2 separate regions of the Ovis aries genome follow, and region 1 is linked to region 2. A link is a contact called in public Hi-C data. All regions are on one chromosome and are shown on one strand. The core of a region is the stretch at or near the end of the contact, and the rest is flanking DNA. Distances in the headings are between cores, read along the strand shown.

What was found. A called contact is a pair of places that touch in the nucleus more often than the background predicts.
Region 1: a Hi-C map of hypothalamus shows a contact between it and region 2, with 8 times the contacts expected there. The contact joins two enhancer-like sites. A contact is called at or near these places in 11 of 16 Hi-C or Micro-C datasets (blood, hypothalamus, liver and 5 more).

Annotation. Positions count from the first base shown.
Region 1 is chr18:21,885,043-21,887,742 of ARS-UI_Ramb_v3.0, forward strand. The region is part of intron 10 of SLC28A1 (solute carrier family 28 member 1); the gene reads left to right. Among named protein-coding and RNA genes, the nearest start is that of SLC28A1, 47 kb to the left of the region's middle. Within about 2 kb of position 1,344, at least 7 of the 54 cell types and tissues checked have an H3K27ac peak or open chromatin away from gene starts, as enhancers often do.
Region 2 is chr18:21,617,793-21,620,492 of ARS-UI_Ramb_v3.0, forward strand. It overlaps WDR73 (WD repeat domain 73), which reads right to left. Exons shown (of 8, transcript XM_004017765.5): 6 at 349-513; 7 at 1-17. Among named protein-coding and RNA genes, the nearest start is that of WDR73, 8.6 kb to the right of the region's middle. Within about 2 kb of position 1,444, at least 6 of the 54 cell types and tissues checked have an H3K27ac peak or open chromatin away from gene starts, as enhancers often do.

The sequences.
Region 1 (2,700 bases), core at 94-2,593, 270 kb after region 2:
ACAGGGAAGCCTGGTGTGCTGCAGTTCATGGGGTCGCAAAGAGTAGGACACGACTGAGTGTCTGAACAACAACAGCAGCAGCTTACCTTTCCCAGCACCCGGGCTCTCCTGATGCTGTGCCTGAGTGGGCCAGGGGTGACAGAACGACCTGAACTGTCCCCTTCTCTGGTCCCAGATTCCACTTGTCTTTCTCTCCGGTGTCCTTGGGGATGGGGAAACCCGCTCCTTGGTGCTCCCTTCCCTCAGAACACCTAGGCCACACTGGGAGGCTCAGCCCCACATACTCACAGAGCTGTCTGGGCAGGATGGCTGCTGCCACGTGATTTTCAAGAAGGCCCCTTGCACTCTGGGGCTTTGTCTTCTCCTGGCAAGTTCCATGTAGAATGTTAGCATCTGGTTTACAGCTTGTCTCACCTGGGCCTAGGAAAGGCCCATCAGAGCTGGTGCATGCCTGCTCCTCCCCTGAAACTCACCATCAATTGATTTTGGAAGGAATTTGATATTTCAGAAACGAAAACTAAAGACTTTCGTCCCAAAACTCTTCATGGTGGCTGTTGAGGGAGGGGCTTCCCTATTATCCTCAGGACTTAAAGACTTTCTAATTTTTTTTAAAATAATTTATTTTTGGCTGTGCAGGGTCTTTGTTGCTGGACACTGGCTTTCTCTAGTTGTGGCTAGTGGGGGGCGGGGGTCCTCTTCATCTCGGTGTGGGGGCTTCTCATTGCAGTGGCTTCTCTTGCTGTGGAGCACGGGATCTAAGGTGCATGGGCTTCAGTAATTGTGGTACATGGGCTCAGTTGCCGCATGGCATGTGGAATTTTCCTGAGCCAGGAATCAAACTGGTGTCCCCTGCATTGGTAGGCAGACTCTAAACCACTGAACCCCCAGGGCAGTTCGAAACTTAGAGCCTTTAAATGTCTTAACTTTGTCCTGGGTCCCACAGGCAGTTGAAAGAATGGTGTTCTTTCTACCACATGAGCATGAGCGTTGCTGCTATTACTTAAGACTAAAGTACTGGAAAAACTCTTATCCCTTTCCCACAATCGTCTTACAACTCAGCCTCTTTTCTTTCTCTTGGTTGAGCCAGAGTCCAGGCCTAGCCCCAGGCAGGCCGGCCTCCCTAATGAAGAGGCCCGGGGTCCCACTCCCCTTTAGCTCCACAGAAGATGCAGAGGCCGCCCAGATCAGGCACGTGGCTGCGGGTCTCTATCCACAGCCTCTGGTCTGGAAGCCCCAAACTAGTACCCTAGCTGGCCTGCTGAAAGGCCACATCCCCTTCCTCCTCCCCTCAGACCTCTGGATCTGCCTCCAGTCTGGCCACAGAGAAAATCTCTTCTGCCCCCACCTGGCTCTTGGCTGCCACTGCAGCAACCCGGGACGGGGCGGGAGTCGCTTCCTCCCACAGCCCTGCCATCCCACTCTCTCCTCTCTCTCCTATTACTCTCTCCTCCAGGCAGTTCCTCATGGAGTCTTTGGACTCTGCCCTTAGCGCCTGAATTCCAGAGAGATCTCAACTCTCTCTCTTCTTTTCTCTTTGATGCTCAACTTCTGGGTTCCCTCTTCCTGCACCTTCCTGTTGCTAAAAGCTGATATTTCTAGACCTGCACTGTCAGTCAGAGTCAGTAGCCACTAACTACTGTTGAACCTTGAACTGTAGCTGGTCTGAAATGAGGTCTGTGAGACTTGGTGTGAAAAAATCAATTAATATGTTTTATTGATAAGTTCTAGGGCTTCCCTAGTGGCTCAGAAGGTAAAGAATCTGCCTGCAATGCAGGAGACCTGGGTTTGATTCCTGGGTTGGGAAGATCCCCTGGAGAAGGGAATGGCAGCCCACTCCAGTATTCTTGCCTGGAGAATCCCATGGACAGAGGAGCCTGGTGGGCTATAGTCCATGGGGTCGCAAAGAGTTGGACACAACTGAAGGATTAATACTCCACTTTACTTCATTGATAAATTTTTTTTTCGTTTTTTGTTTTTATACTTTTCTTTTTTTACTTCATTGGTAAGTCTTCCATTGACTACATGGGTAAATGATATGTCAGATATATTGGGTTAAATTAAATACATCATCAAAATTAATTTCATCTATTTCTTTTTACCTTTAAAGAAAGATTTATTTTTATGTATTTGTTTTTGACTCCGCTGGATCTTTGTTGCTGAGCAAGGGCTTTCTCTAGTTGTGGCGAGCAGGGGCTTCTCTCTGTTGCAGTGTGGGGGCTTCTCTGGTTTCAGATCATGGACTCTAGAGCACAGGCTCAGTAGCTGTGGTGCTCTGGCTTAGTTGCCCTGAATCATGTGGGATCTTCCACGACTGGGGATTGAACCCTGGCATTGACAGTGGATTCTTAACCACTAGACCACTTGCTAGAAAACTTAAATCACAGGTGTGCTTTCCATTATATTTCTATCAAATGACACTGGTCTAGACTTGGTCTGAAGTCCCAAGGGACCTCAATGAATCCTTTCATTGTGACCTCTACACACATGTCCCTTTTTAGCGTGTTTGCCCAAAAAACTCTAAAGCAGCTGCGAGCTCTCTCTCTAGGCCCAGGAACTGGTCTCCTTACCTACTCCTCTGGCTGGGGACCACTGTGAGAGGAGACCCAGATGTGTACCTCAGGCTGTGAACACGTCATGGGTTGAGGGGTGGCCACGGATGTTCCTCGATCAATTGTACAAGAGTGAGAGCTCCTGGGATGG
Region 2 (2,700 bases), core at 194-2,693:
ATCATCGTCACTGACACCTGGAGAACGGGGCGAGTGAGAAAAGCTGCTGCAATCAGATGGGGCTGGTGGGCCCAGCCAACGGGTGGCCAGTCCTTTCCTTGGCGAAGCTCCCCAGCAGCCCCAGGCTGAGTGAGTCACGTCCCTGGTGCCCCCCATCTTGCAGGTGCACTCAGCTGGCTGGGTGCTGCTCTCAGGACCACCTCCCCACACCCAAAACAGGAGCCCCTGAGGCCAGGCCTCGCCTCTCATTCACCTCACTTCCACAGCAGCGGGCACGCAGGGCTGAATTTGGATTCCAGTGTGGCTGAGCAGGGCTGGGGGGGGAGGAGCTGGAAAGGACTGTGGTACCTGAGGTGTACATGGTCTTCTGTGAGTCCAGATCCACCACCTTCAGGCTGCTGAGCCTCGTGCCATGGAGGATGCCGGGTGCCACTGATGGGAAAACGGCCACCCTGGGCCAAAGAGGCTCCTCGCTCTCGTGCACATCAATGGTGCTGACAGCTCTGATGACATCTGGCGGGAAGCGGGAGAGGCTCAAGTCCAGAATGTTAAGGCAGGTCTGCAACATCGCATGGGAAGGGCCAGGCAGAAGGTCAGGGGAGAGAAGGAGCTCACTGTCGGCGAGGGAAGATGTGGAGACGCAATAGCCCCGCACTGTGCTCCTGACTCTGGAGCTGTCAGGGGCACTGCCATTTCTCTATGATTTGTCTCATGGACTGTTTCCCAAACCGGAGGGAATGAATGACAGCGGCCACATCCAGGCCCGCCAAGCAGCTCTGGCTTTTTATAGTTTTGTGGAGAACAAATAAAGGAAGAGAAAAGAACACACCGGCACTGTCGTTTATAACAGGAAGAGTTCACGAAGTAACATTATTTCTTCAAAAACATGTCCCGTGACCTCAAGCTGTTTACTGAAGCCTAGCAGGTGAAGGGTACAACACAGATGTCTTCAAATGTAAACAGGGCAAGAAAGTCCACGTCTTTTTCACACTGAACATCGACACACTTGACCTCAGGCTAAATCAGACTCGAGCTCTGTTCACCTCAGCCTGCTTGGACAGCAGGCAGGTTCCCATCCTCTGCCACCTCCATGCGTAACAGTTCAGAACAAGCAGTTTGCTGTACACGCTATTGTTACTTAAAGGGAGACACCCATTTTCCATTTTCTAGCTCCTAGAGAGGGCTCGCTGTTTGGTTTCCAGGTTCTCTGAAGAAAATGGAGATCTGTATTTTTACACTCTAGATGAAGAAGGGATGGCCGGCCACAGACACAGACACAGACACACAGACACACAGACACACAGACACACACACACACACACACACACACACATCACAGAGGGCGTGGCCAGGCCCAGCTGCCTGCAGAGGCCCCCTGGGCCCTGCTCCCCAAGTCACAGGCTCTCGGTGCCCTTGGTGCAGACTTGCAGAATGTAACTGCGCTGCCCCAGGGACTGCAGGGGGGTGGGGCTCGAAGCAGACACAACAGCTGAGCCTCAGGCCCAGAGTGTCTCTAGGGGCGCCAGTGAGGCCGAGATTCAAACAGCCCAGCCGGCCTGACTCTCCCGGGCCTCACTTAGATGGCTCCCTCTTCCCCTTCCACAGACTGCAGGGAGCCTGGCAGGGATCCCCCAGGACCTGCTCAGAGCCAGGGGTTCTCAGGTGGGATCTGTCCCCTGACGGCAGGGAAGGAGGCAGCTGAGGGAAAGCCATCAAAGGCCGATTTCAAAGATGCAATGGAAGACAAAAGCTTTGGAGCTGCTGACTGGACAGTCACTCCACAGTTAACAACAGGAAAGAAATGCAGGTTCCTCCTCCTCCTCCTCCCCTCTCTCGGGGGAAAATACCCCCTTTACGAAAGCACACCACCCTCACCAAACCAACTGAAAGGAAAAATTACTATGAAGTCAAAGCAAAAGATACTGTGAGTCACCTCCAAGAACTGGGCAATAAAAGAAAGTGGAGACTTCCCTGGGAGTCCAGTGGTTAAGACTCTGCCTTCTAATGCAGGGGATGTGGGTTCATTCCCTGGGCAAGGAACTAAGATCTCACTTGCTGCAGGACAACTAACCCGTGCACCGAAAATACTGAGCCTGGGCACTGCAACACAGATCCCGCATGCCACAACTAAGACCCAGTGCAGTCAAAAGTAAATAAATAAAGATTATTTGAAAAGAAGAAAGCAAGAAGGTTGTGTCTGAAGATTAAACCAGCAGAACAGGTCACAGCAGCTGTAAGCAACCTCCTTCAGGGGTCAGAATGGCTCCAGACCTGAGATACTGAGCGAATGTATTACCGGATTGAAAGGAAAGTCGTGGCCACGAGAGGGCGCTGTTGAGCCACCAAAGCCCAGAAATCCGGGCAACCGGTGGGGGGAGGGGCGGGAAGAGCCGCTCAGACTGAAGCCTTCAGTGGAAGCCTCAGGAGACAGGTGGCTGACACCGTTAGACATGTCTTCATCTAAAGACATCCTCAGCAGATTCCTCAGCCCCCGAGCTGAGAGGAGAAGCCACAGCCCCTACCTGCAGGGGCCTGGACAGCACCTAGGCCTGGGGAGCTGTGCCTTCACGAGGTCTATGCTGTGTATGGGGAAGGAACTTGGAGAACTCTTCCTGGTGGCTTCCCTGGTGGCCCAGACGGTAGCGTGTCTGCCTGCAACGCGGGAGGCCTGGGTTTGATCCCTGGGTCAGGAAGATCCCC